Linked DNA regions of Zea mays: region 2 is linked to region 1. Evidence: chromatin contacts called from public Hi-C data. All regions are on one chromosome and are shown on one strand. Each heading gives the region's core, a stretch centred on a gene start, on an enhancer-like site or on the middle of the called end of the contact. The rest is flanking DNA. Distances are from core to core; before and after follow the strand shown.

Region 1 (5,763 bases), core at 1,135-3,634:
TCCTTAGTTCACACTATGCAGTAGTAAGCATATCAAAAGGTTCACATCTTGTATTACAGTACTGTAGTGACTACTATGGGAACAAGCATCCAATCAACAGATGCGCTGTGTACAAAAGTTCATCAATATCAACCCATCAAAACAAAATCGTACCTGCAACATGGATCCGGCCAACCACGAACTATGCTCTTCTCCTAGAGTGATTGGCAGACACTGGTGATCCCTCAAATAAATCGGATAGCTGGCTCTCCAAATCTTCCGGTGTGTACTTTATATACTTTCCTGGATTTCTTCCCCCGTCCACTTGATTGCCATATCTGCCCAGAAAAGCACGATAAGCTGGAATCACGTTTTCAGATATTGATATCTTCAGTTCTTCCCGGAGCTGAGGATCTGGAACTTTCCAGAGTGTCTGGTTCCTGTAAATTTCCTCAAAGGCCATGTTGAAGTTTTTGAACCTTTCCTTGATGGACATCCTCGAACTTGAATGCCCACTGCCGCTGCCACTGCCACTGCCACTCCCACTCCCACTGCCATGTCCATCTTCCTTGAAATAAGACAAAGGCTTCGTCCACGAAACCCTTAGGTAGCTCTTTGAATACTGTCGAATCTTGCCACTCCGCCTCTTTATCCAGTGATCACCCAAAACCTTCCCCAGCTCTGAATCCTTTACCTTCTGAACAATATAGAGCAAATTGTTCATGGCAAATATGCACTCCAGGGCAGCATCGTCATAGAGCTTAGATTTTTCCTCCAAATTGGCCTCCAGGTAAGATATCAGCTTCAGAAGACGCCTTCCAAAAGGGGTCATTCTCTCCAAGTGTTCCTGATCCTGATCATCAGAACTTCTGAAAGTATCATGATCACTGCTGTCATCGGCCAAGAGTGCATCAAGTGTCTCACTGTAAACAACCAGCAACCTCAAATAGTTCATGACATAGCGTGTCATTGGGTGGATCTCTCCAGCTGCCATCGCCCTCCTTGAGGTCTCCTGCTGTAACATCTTCCCAAACTCAAACAGGTTACCCCTCACGGCATCCCCAAGCCTATCAAGAATGGCTTGCACGTCACTGATCACGCCATCCCCAGAACTTCCTATGCACAAGTCCTTCATTTCAGGGATCACCTCTGCAAGTGCCTCATACATGTCAAGGATCCGAGGGACCTTCTCTGGCGAGCGGGGGCACACCGCCACGGCACCCCCAAAGCTAAGAATCTGCATAATGCATCCTTTGGTGGACTCAAGGAAGCACGCATCCATAAGTTCATCAGACGCATCGAGCACCTGGTCACAGAGGCGACGCTCACCAGCCAGCAGCACGCGCACGACCGTCTTGACCCCGTGCACCCACTTCTTCATCTTGTCGTTGAGCAGCTTCCACTCGATGCGTTGCACATCGTCGATGCTGAGGCGCTCGACGCCAAGCACGGAGAGGTACTCGTCGAGCAGGTCGCGGCGGATGCCACAGTAGGCGTCGGCGAGCTCGCGGGCGTATCCCGCGCGCGCCATCCGGTGGGCGATGGCGCGCAGGTCTTCGACGGCCTCGGGGCGCACGGGATCGAACACCTGGTCCTCAAAGGGGTTAGATCCGAGGGAGGCGCCGCGCGCGGTCTCCGGGCCGGCGGGGGTGGCGTCGAGGCTGTGCGGCGTGGCGGCGTCGAAGTCGGGGCAGGCGTCGAGGTCGTCCATGGACTCGAGCGAGAGGCGGCGGAGCGAGAAGAAGAGGCCCGTGGGGTCGATGGGGACGGCGTGGCGGACCATGAGGTGGCGCAGCTCCTCCTCGAGGCGCACCATGGCGAGCTGGACGGCGACGCCGGCCCGCGCGCCGCCGGGGCCGCCGCGCGCGAGGTGGTCGATGGCGACGTCCACGGCCGCGAGGTACTGCGCGATGTCGTCCTCGGGGGCCTCGAAGACGAGCGCGTCCGGGGTGGCGTCCCAGAGCTGGATGAGCTGGTCGGCGGCGTCGAAGGAGGCGGCGGCGGCGGAGATCTCGGAGGCGGAGGCGGCGGTAAGGTCGGGGGAGGGGAAGAGGTGGTCGTTGGTGATGGAGGAGAGGCGGTTGTCGAAGCCGGAGAGTATGCGGATCATGTCGTCAGCGGCGTTCTTGGAGGTGGCGAGGGACTTGACGATGTGCTGCGCTGCGGCCAGGACCTTGTCGCCGCCGGCGGAGGGCGACTCCAGCTCCTGCTGGGGCGGTGGCGGGGGCACCGACGACGACATCACCGTCGGTCCGCTCAGTCTCGAGGTCGGGTGGGGATTTTTGGAGCCCGAGGCGGAGGTGACTTGGGAGTTACGCCGTTGCCGCTGCCGGCCGGCTGCCGCTGCCTTTGTTTGACCGCTGCGTTGGGTCCCTGCGGAGTCTGGGGAGTGTGTGCGCGGTCGGCGCTGCGTCACCGGGAGGTCAAGTGTGTGTCAGTGCCATTTGTGTGACTCCATCTATTCCTCGGCAGTCGGCACTGCCAACCACACTGCTATCACCAGAATAGTACTTGTAAAAGAAGACGCTGTACTCTGGGCCGGCCGTGCCACTCCGACAGACGGTGCTCCGTTATTTTTAAACGAATTCCCTCGATAGCATAAATCATTTATACCGTCGCTATTCTAAAATAATTTATGCTTTCTCCGTCCAAAAAAAGTACGTAATATTAAAGGATTCAAATTTTATTATAAAATAATCATTATTTTCATTTCTCAATGCATAATTTTCTTCAGTCAACACATTTTTTTGTTCTAATGTAGCTATATCTCTATTTTCTGTCTCCCTAAATTTTCGCGACTAAACCTAAAACATCAACTGTTTTTAGACCAAATAAGCATAGCTTTTCTTGACACCATTCGAATTGTTCATTTCCCTTATATTTGAAATTTGCCTTTCCTTGCATTCCACTCCCACCAAAAATGCTGTTATGTTGTTTTAAAATAACTATGTTGCATCAATTATTGTAGAAAAATTCCTGAGTCTTGCCGACAAATAGAGTGTTGGAGGAAACTGAGGGTGTTTGGTTTTGAGGACTAAAGTTTAGTATGTGTCACATTAAACATTTAGATGTTAAATATAAGTATTCAATATAGTCTACTTAAATATAAGATGAAGAGTAAATAATAAGACAAAAAAATTTAAGCCTAATTAATAATCCATGATAGATGAAGACTAAATAATAAGATAAAAATTTAGCCTAATTAATAATCCATGATTAGCTATGTTTGTTGTAGCATTATGTTAACAAATCATGTACTAATTAGACTTATTACATCTCACTGGCCTCTGACTCGCCAGCCCCATCGTTGTGCCCCAACCGCGATGTCGCCTTTACCATCCCTCGTCGACAAGCGCTTCGAACCGCTGCCGCAAATCTCCATCGCCCTGGGCCTCTTCAAACGGTGGGGCAAGAACAACCGAGGGGAGGAGAAGGCGTCGTCGCTGGCGATGCATGGTTGAACAGCCGAGAGATAGGAGAGGAGGCGATTCGGATTCATAGTTTAGTTTTATAAGGCGATCTGGATTCCAAGTTTATTTTTATATTGGTTATTGGTAAATAGTTTGTGAGATATTAAGGTCGATGATAAAATATATATTGCTTGGCTAATATTTTATCAAATATTTATGTGTCGTCAACGTACGGGTACTATACCAGTAGAGTTTTAAAGACAAAAAAATCACCAATGTTTGTTCATTAGATTATAATACACAAGATAACATATGCATGTCCGGGCTTTCAGTATAGGATAATACTTTATGTCTTGCGTGGTGGATTTGCTCTCTTTTTATGTCGACAGTTACACGGTAGATGCAGACAATATATCTCTATCGAAAAAGGAAAAGAAATAAAAACCATGATTATATGTCTTGCTCACGTCTCCCTTCTCTCACCGGTAAGGCAAGAATCGACTTACGATTTGATAAAAAAAATCTCTTCCACCAGTTCATAATCCCAGCCTCCAGAGATAGGATCTATGAGCTCAAATACATGTGCAACCGAGCTGGTACCTCATGGTGGGATTGGACCCATTGAGAGCTTGTTTGTGAGTAAGATGATTCAATGAAATTGGAGAGACTAAAATTGTTTTTATTTAAAATTAAATAGTAAGTCAATTTTAGCCCTCTAATCCTCTTTATTTTCTTTGCTGCGAAAGGGCCTCTAGCTGAGTTGGTTAGGTGGTCTGAGTAGCACTCCTCAGGTCCTGGGTTCGACTCTCCGTGGGAGCGAATTTCAGGCTGTGGTTAAAAAATCCCCTCGTCTGTCCCATGTCAAAGCACAGGTCTAAAGCTCAGCCCCAGTCATGGTCGTTGTCACATGGGCTTTCGATGCCGCTGTGTATGGGTGAGGCAGGGGTTCAGTGGTTTTCTCGACATGTGTGAGAAGGTCTTCTTCTTAATATAATGCTCGGGGGCTGTCTTACTTTTCGCAGGTCGAGTTTTTTTTCTTTGCTGCCAAATATATCCTGAGAAATCCCTAGATAGCCAAGGACCCTTCCAAACATTTAAAATACTAGTGTATTGCCGCACGCCCTGCGCGCGGTGTTAAATCCGTTTATGTGATCTTAATTTATACATAAATAAGAAACAAAGAATGTACTATCCACTTATTGCTTCTTCCAACGACTCATCATCGATAAATCTCGTCATGTGCCTTTAGAGTGATGCTAGATGCCAGCAAATATCAAATATTGGTCCTATATCAATTTCACAGTTACTATGATAACATACCTTGTCAGAAAGTGGGCAACTTAAAGGTCTTCCTTCTACCTTTTGAGCTATACAAAATGGAAAGTTTCATGTGCATGATGAGTACGGATGTGATAATGGAAGACTAAGAATAAAGTCTAGGTGGTGTTTACTTTTTTGCATGGACATTTAAACTAATGGAAACCTATTACTATTGCATATGTGCTTGAAACAGGAACACATGCTAGTAATTAATAGTTTTGGTATGCACCTGTTGCCACCAAGCACCCAGCTCAGCATCACAGACATTTCATACTTGATGAAAAATCTACCACCAACTCTTCCAGGTTGTGGTATCCACAACTTTGACGGAAACTATAGGTAAACAATTTTAGTATGCAGTTAAAGTAGTTTCAGTATAGAGTTCTTTAGTAATGTGCTGGGGAAAAAGAAAATGATTAAAAGCTATAAAATGATGTTCATAATTGTTATCGGAACACGTTCTCAGAAAGTATGTAGAGGCCATGTAGCTATATGAAAACAATAATAATAGCTTACTGCTTAATTTTTCACATATTTAATTACTGCATTGAACTAAATTATGCCCATAGCTGCATGAACCCAGTTCAATTGAACAGGAACATGGAACTATATCTCTAAAAAATGTAACTACAAAAAAAGAGGGTCAATGTTGTTTCAGAAAGATAGAAATGTTTGTAGAGGTGTGTAATGTGGTGAAATGTCTGAAGAATGTATCAATGTTGAGAATAAAATTGCATGGCATTAAACTAAAGATGATCTTAAATATAACATAGAATGCTCTGCAACATGTGGACACATGAGAAAGAAGAATCTTGTTAATTCAGTTCAATTGAACTGGAAAATGAAACCGTATCTTTTAAAAAATTAGGCACAAAGGCACAAAAAAGAGGGTACATGTGTAAATGTATAAGAGATTGTGAGATTATGCTTGAGAATGTAATCCTTTGGGTGGTGATTCAATTGTATCTGTTGGACCCCTTTCTCATTAGGCACTATTGCAAACTGCACATATGGAAGGTAGTTGTAAAGAAGTCAAGATGTTCATTAATTTGTT
Region 2 (5,822 bases), core at 334-2,833, 630 kb before region 1:
TCCATGAAAGACACCTTGTATTAATTAGCAATTATGTAAATTGTTTGTGAGATTCTTTACTTGTATGGTCATTCTAAATGATGTCCCTAGTTAGAGTCGATGACTAGCACATGTATTAGTTGATAACTACATTTCATAAGTCATGGACATGGAGATGTTAAAGTAACAATGTGGGCGCATGTATGACATGAGGCTGACCGACCCAACATGAGATTGTAATATAGTTCTCTTTTGCAACATGTATATTGTGTCCTTATACCTGAGATTGTTGTATGTTCTCAAGATGTGAATTGACTTACTTAGGGACTATTAAACGCTACTCCGTAACTTGGTAGTTATAAAGGTAGTTTTGGGTTTATCAGGAATCATGCTGAGGCATGGTCAGTCAAGATAGAATTTGTCCCTCTCTTCTTGAGAGAGATATTTTTGGGCCCCTCAAGTGATTGGATCAAGAATTGCATAGCCGTGCCAGGGTTAAGTGTTAACAAATGAAAGGATTCTAATTCACGTTATCGAGAAAGAGAGGTCAGCTTAGAGCCAGACCAAATATCGTGAGACAAAGGGAACATCATGTATGTATTGTTGCAATGGTTCGTCTGATATGATCTTTACGTGCGCATAGGAGTTGACATGTCTTGCTAGAGGCCGCTGTCATTTATTGGGCCAAGTAAGAGTACTTGGGCCATGTCTATATGTATGTGAACCTATAAGGTCACACACTTAAGGGGAAGGAAGCCTAACTCTTAGATCCAAAATTAGACAGAACTTTAGGGTTACTGATGGACTTTGGAGTATGAAGCCTGAAAGTCGCCTAAGGGGGGTGGATAGGCGGAAACTGAATTTTACAACTTTAAACACACTACAAGCCGAGGTTAGCGTTAGAATAAAATCAGAGTCTGGGAGAGAGGGGAAAACAAATCAACCAAGAAATAAAGCGGATGACCCAGTGATTTATTTTACGGAGGTTCGGTTCCAAAGAACCTAGTCCCCGTTGAGGTGATCACAAAGACCGGGTCTCTTTCAACCATTTCCCTCTCTCGAACGGTCACTTAGACCGAGTGAGCTTTCTTCTTTGAGATGGCCATGTATAGTCGGCCCATGTTACAGGGTCCTGTCCCGATCGTAGGCCGCCATGCTGGCAGGGCTGATGGACCGCCCATGTTTGTAATTGATTACGCTGTAATGACCCGTCATAACCCACCTAGGGGAATATTCTAGGGATAACATAGGTAACTGAGGGTACACTCGTCTTTGGCGAGACAGGGTCGGCCCTCGGTTACCTATAAATATCCCTATACTGTACCATTGCGGGGGACGGAGAAAAACACTGTTGCCCTTAACACATTGCGTTTATTGGCATCAAACCGTTTCCCATTCTCCCACCGTTTGAACTTGGCTGACCATATGTTAAAAAGTCACAATATATACCTCGATACTATTAAATGGGTCGTATCTCGGACCGACAGTTACGACCCATTTGACCGTCTATAACTGGACCACACATTCACACTGCGCAGGCCAATTTGAACGTAACAGGCTAACAGCCCAGCCCAAACATCCGGCCCACCAGATGGTCGTGAGTGTCCGCACGAACCCATCACACGCTCCGCCCACTCCCCCAGGCGCACGGCCGCACCTCTCCACCTCCGGCGACTACCACCAGTCCACCACCATGGCGGCCACCTCCCTCGCGCGCCTCTCCCGACGCGCCACCATTTCCGCTACCGCCGCGGCGCCCTCCCTCCGGCGCCTCCTCTCAGTAACCTCCACAGCCTCTGTCGCGGCATCCGCCCCGCCGCCGCCGCCCAGCGCGGCCGGCGCCGCGGCCGTGGGCGCGGATCGGGTGCGGTGGGACTACCGCGGGCAGAGGAAGCTTGTTCCGCTGGGACAATGGATGCCCAAGGTGGCCGTGGACGCTTACGTAGCCCCCGAGGCCGTGCTTGCCGGCCAGGTCACCGTCCACGACGGCGCCTCCGTCTGGAGCGGCGCCGTCCTGCGGGGGGACCTCAACAAGATCACGCTCGGCTTCTGCGCCAACGTACAGGAGCGATGCGTCCTCCATGCCGCATGGACGGCTCCCACAGGTAATCGTCATCACTCAAAATGCTAGATCTGGTTGCTAGGCCTAGGACTGTTTCCTGAACTCCTTACGTGATCTAGGACGCAGCGGGACTATTTTTGTTTCGGCTCTGTAGTGAAGAATCGGGCGTGGCTTGTAATTTGGTGATGCCTTTCTCAGCTTGATCCTGAACTGAACCATTGTGTATTTGTGTTTCTGAAGAGTTGACCTGAATGATTTACGAATTTTGTGTGCAAATTGGAATTGGTATTTGCTCTATTCCATGGTTTCTCTCGTATGAATTGTTACTGTGTGCCGGTTCTTATGGAGCTTGGACCGTGTTTCCATGATTCTTTTCTCTAGTTAGTGTACTTAGCTACAAGTAGAACAATGCTCTTGTAGCTAGAGCTATCCAATTACACTAGCCACGTTAAGTTAATCTCTGACTCATTTAGGGCCTGTTCTGTTTGATCTCAATCCATGTGGATTGAGCGGGATTGAGTGGGTTTAAATCCCAAACAAGTCAAAGACTCAAAGTTCTTCATATTTTTTTTCCAATCCCATCCAATCCACGTGAAATGGGAATAACCGAACAAGCCTTAGATGGAAAAAAGGGTTCATGTTAACTAGGCTGCATGTGAGTGTGTTTACAAGCTGTTTCATGGAAATCTGAGGTGCACTTAGCTGTTTTCAATCTATGTATTTTACTGTTTTGTTATGCTAAATATCGAAGTTACTATCTTTAACCCATTCAATGAGGCAATGAGCCACAATCGGTTTTGTTGATATACCATTTCTTCTCACATCTCACAATAATTTTCTGATAGTAGTGATGACCCTTATTGGAGCTTCCATGTACTACACTGGTCCCTGAACTTGTATTGCTATATGATATCAAAAGGTACTTTACAATTCGAGGGAGCTATGTCAGACAGCTATGGAAGTTCGGTTTACTCTTTTTCGTAGTACTGAAGAGTTTGGTTTACTCAAATATTGTGCTAGTTGTGTCACTCTTCTCACATGGGCCTCATAACTATTAGATGTGTCCATTTTTTTTTGGCATTTTCTGGTTTGTACTTCTATTGCCTGTGGCACAAAGCTCTCATCCCCTGCGTCACTATCACTCTTGTTTCTTGTTGTTCTGCAAGTCTCTTCACTGAACAACCTTAACTTTCCTCCACTACAATAGAACTGATTCCGGTTGGGTTCATGTTCATGTGGGTTATCTCCAAAGAATTCCTCCTTCAACCTTTTTTTTTTTCTAATTCGTGGTAAATAAGAATATACTTTTTCTGCTCATTAGGTCTACCCATAAATATTTCGTAGTAACAGATAAAACTTTCTCCTCTTGCACCTTGTTTACCCTTATCTAGTTCTTTCATCTATAACAAAAGGAATTTTTAGTACCTGAAATTCATCATTACTCTGTTCTTTGCTTTCTATACAGAACGATCCTTATACGGGACAAGCACATGCTGAATGGGCTTATCAATATATTCTTTTGGCTCTGTCACTTAATGCCAATATATGTGGATCAGTGTTTCATCAACATCAAGTGGGAAAGGCCTAAACTGAGGCCAGAATGAAAACACTAACCGGAACAGCAATAAAACAGATCATCGTAATATTTTGATTGTAACGAAACCTTTGGTTTTTGGATGCTTTAGAGAATATTTTTTCTTTAGGAAGGGGTCACCATGGTTACTTCATTGGAATTTCTGTAGTAGAAATACTAGTAAACCAGTTTCTGAGATGATAAAGATGTTTGACGGATCTATTGTTTTAGTTGCTTATTAACATGAGGTCACCAGCATCAGGCAACTCGAAGTACAAATTCAAGGTTTTATTTTTTTTCCTGATTCCTTTGTGCTTATTAACATGATTCCTTTGTGCTATATTATTAGTAAGCCTGTGTAGGCTTTTGAATGGTGTTGAACAGAGTTCCATAAATTGTTTTTTTTCTCGAATGAGAGTTCCATAAATTGTTCCATAAGATTTTGCTGACTTCTTACCTGGAACACATCTTAACAATTTAATTTGGCTAATGAGAATATATGCAGTTTCACATGAGTAACCAAATTAAACTGTTATTGGTGACTTAACATTTAGCTTTTATAATGTTAGTTGAAGTTTTAGATTCTGAGCATGGTAACCTCGGAAGTTTGTGCATTCTAGAATCTAGAATGAACTGCTATGGATTGCTCCCCATGAATGATACTGTGCAGTGTTTTTACGGCTTCTCCTAGGCGACGAGGCGCTTGCAGGGAGTAAGGCATCCTTGATACCTAGCCAAAAGTAGCAAGATATCCATGGAATGGAGCCTGGAGGCAAAACAGAGGAAAACTATAGGGAAAGGCCATGCAGCTGCCTCCTTGCTCATCTCCACTAAATCTGGTGCTGCCTGGGTCATCTGCAACTGAGGCGGCGGTTGATTGAGATGGGGATCTGAAGGAGAGCGGAGGGCAGGCTGAGGGTGTGCAGCCAAGAGCATCACCGAGGGAGGGAGAGTGGTGCTGCGCGCCTGCACCTGTGTGCGTGGTTGCATGAACTGAGGGAGGAGATGCAGCAGCGCTGCATGTGGCTTGTGGCTCACGGTCGCTGCTGGACAGCTGACCGCCTAGCAAAGAAAGGACTGCCTCACCCTCAATTTTGTACCCTGTGTGATCAAGAGGAAGAGACACTAAACCATTTGCTGGTCTCCTGCGTTTTCTCACGGGAAGTCTGGTTTCAGATTATGAAATATGTTGGGTTGCAGCACCTTGCTCCTAACCTTGAGAGCTCTTCCTTGGAGGATTGGTGGGGAGGAGTTGCCGCACCTCCTGCTGATCCAGCATACAAGGGGCTGCACAAGGGCTTGGGCTATCTGGAATCACCGCAACCGTTGTGTATTTAATGGTGTGCAGCCTAGGTTCAGCATGGTCATCAATTGGGTTAAGGATGAGTCTCATCTCTGGTGTAGGGCTGGAGCCAGTATGAGTCTCATCTCTGGTGTAGGGCTGGAGCCAGTGATTTATCTAGCATCCTTATGCTCCAGTGAACCCGTCGGTAATCTTTAGGTCACGGGTCTAGATGTCTTTTGTTGTTAATTGTCTTCCTATAATCTAGTGTATGTGGGTTTGTGTGGAGTTGTACGAGGTTTCTTTTTGCCTCACCTATTTTTCTTAATATAATGATACACAAATCTCCTGCGTTTTCGAAAAAAAAGATGACCTGAGAAGGGATAAGTACAAGAGGGCACTCGCGGGCTAAGGCCAATCACTTATATTTTCATTTGCCCTTTTCTGGTTTGTCTTTTTTCCTTTTTTCTTCTATTTTTCTTGTCTATTCTCTGCTGCTATTTTCCTATTTCTTAGAAGGGAACGTATAGGAGCCTTCATGCTCATATGAGCACGTGGTGCATTTGTAAGCAATCCAACAAGACCGGCAGTTTTTCACTTACTCCCTTCCACCTCGGCTTTGGTAGCACATGAGGTAAGTGAAAATTTATTGGTATTGTTGGATTGCTCACGGATGCACCAGATTTGTAGTGCTCATATAAGTATAACCATGAAAGCTTCATGAGCACAGAATACATTCCAAAACGTTGCCTCACCTTGCCTTATGAACACCTAGGTGTTGCCTAGACGTTGTAAGGTGGGTAGATCTGCACTCCTTGCTGTACCGCCTTAAAAACCATGATACGTGTGCCTACTGGACTGAGGATTTTGATTTTATTTTCTGCAAACTAAATTTAATGCTGAAACTGTTTTTCTGCTAGACTTGC

The links. Hi-C and Micro-C count contacts between places; a contact is called where the count stands out from the background.
Region 2: a contact with region 1 is called in a Hi-C map of endosperm, with 2.3 times the contacts expected there. The contact joins the promoter of LOC107548104 here to the promoter of LOC100281479 in region 1. A contact is called at or near these places in 2 of 25 Hi-C or Micro-C datasets (bundle sheath and endosperm).

Annotation. Positions count from the first base shown.
Region 1 is chr5:166,557,446-166,563,208 of Zm-B73-REFERENCE-NAM-5.0, reverse strand. It overlaps LOC100281479 (protein binding protein), which reads right to left and starts at 2,384. Exons shown (of 1, transcript NM_001154397.3): 1 at 1-2,384. The coding sequence starts at 2,221. The coding sequence ends at 182.
Region 2 is chr5:167,190,833-167,196,654 of Zm-B73-REFERENCE-NAM-5.0, reverse strand. LOC107548104 reads left to right here and starts at 1,583. Exons shown (of 2, transcript NM_001323021.1): 1 at 1,583-2,084. The coding sequence starts at 1,673.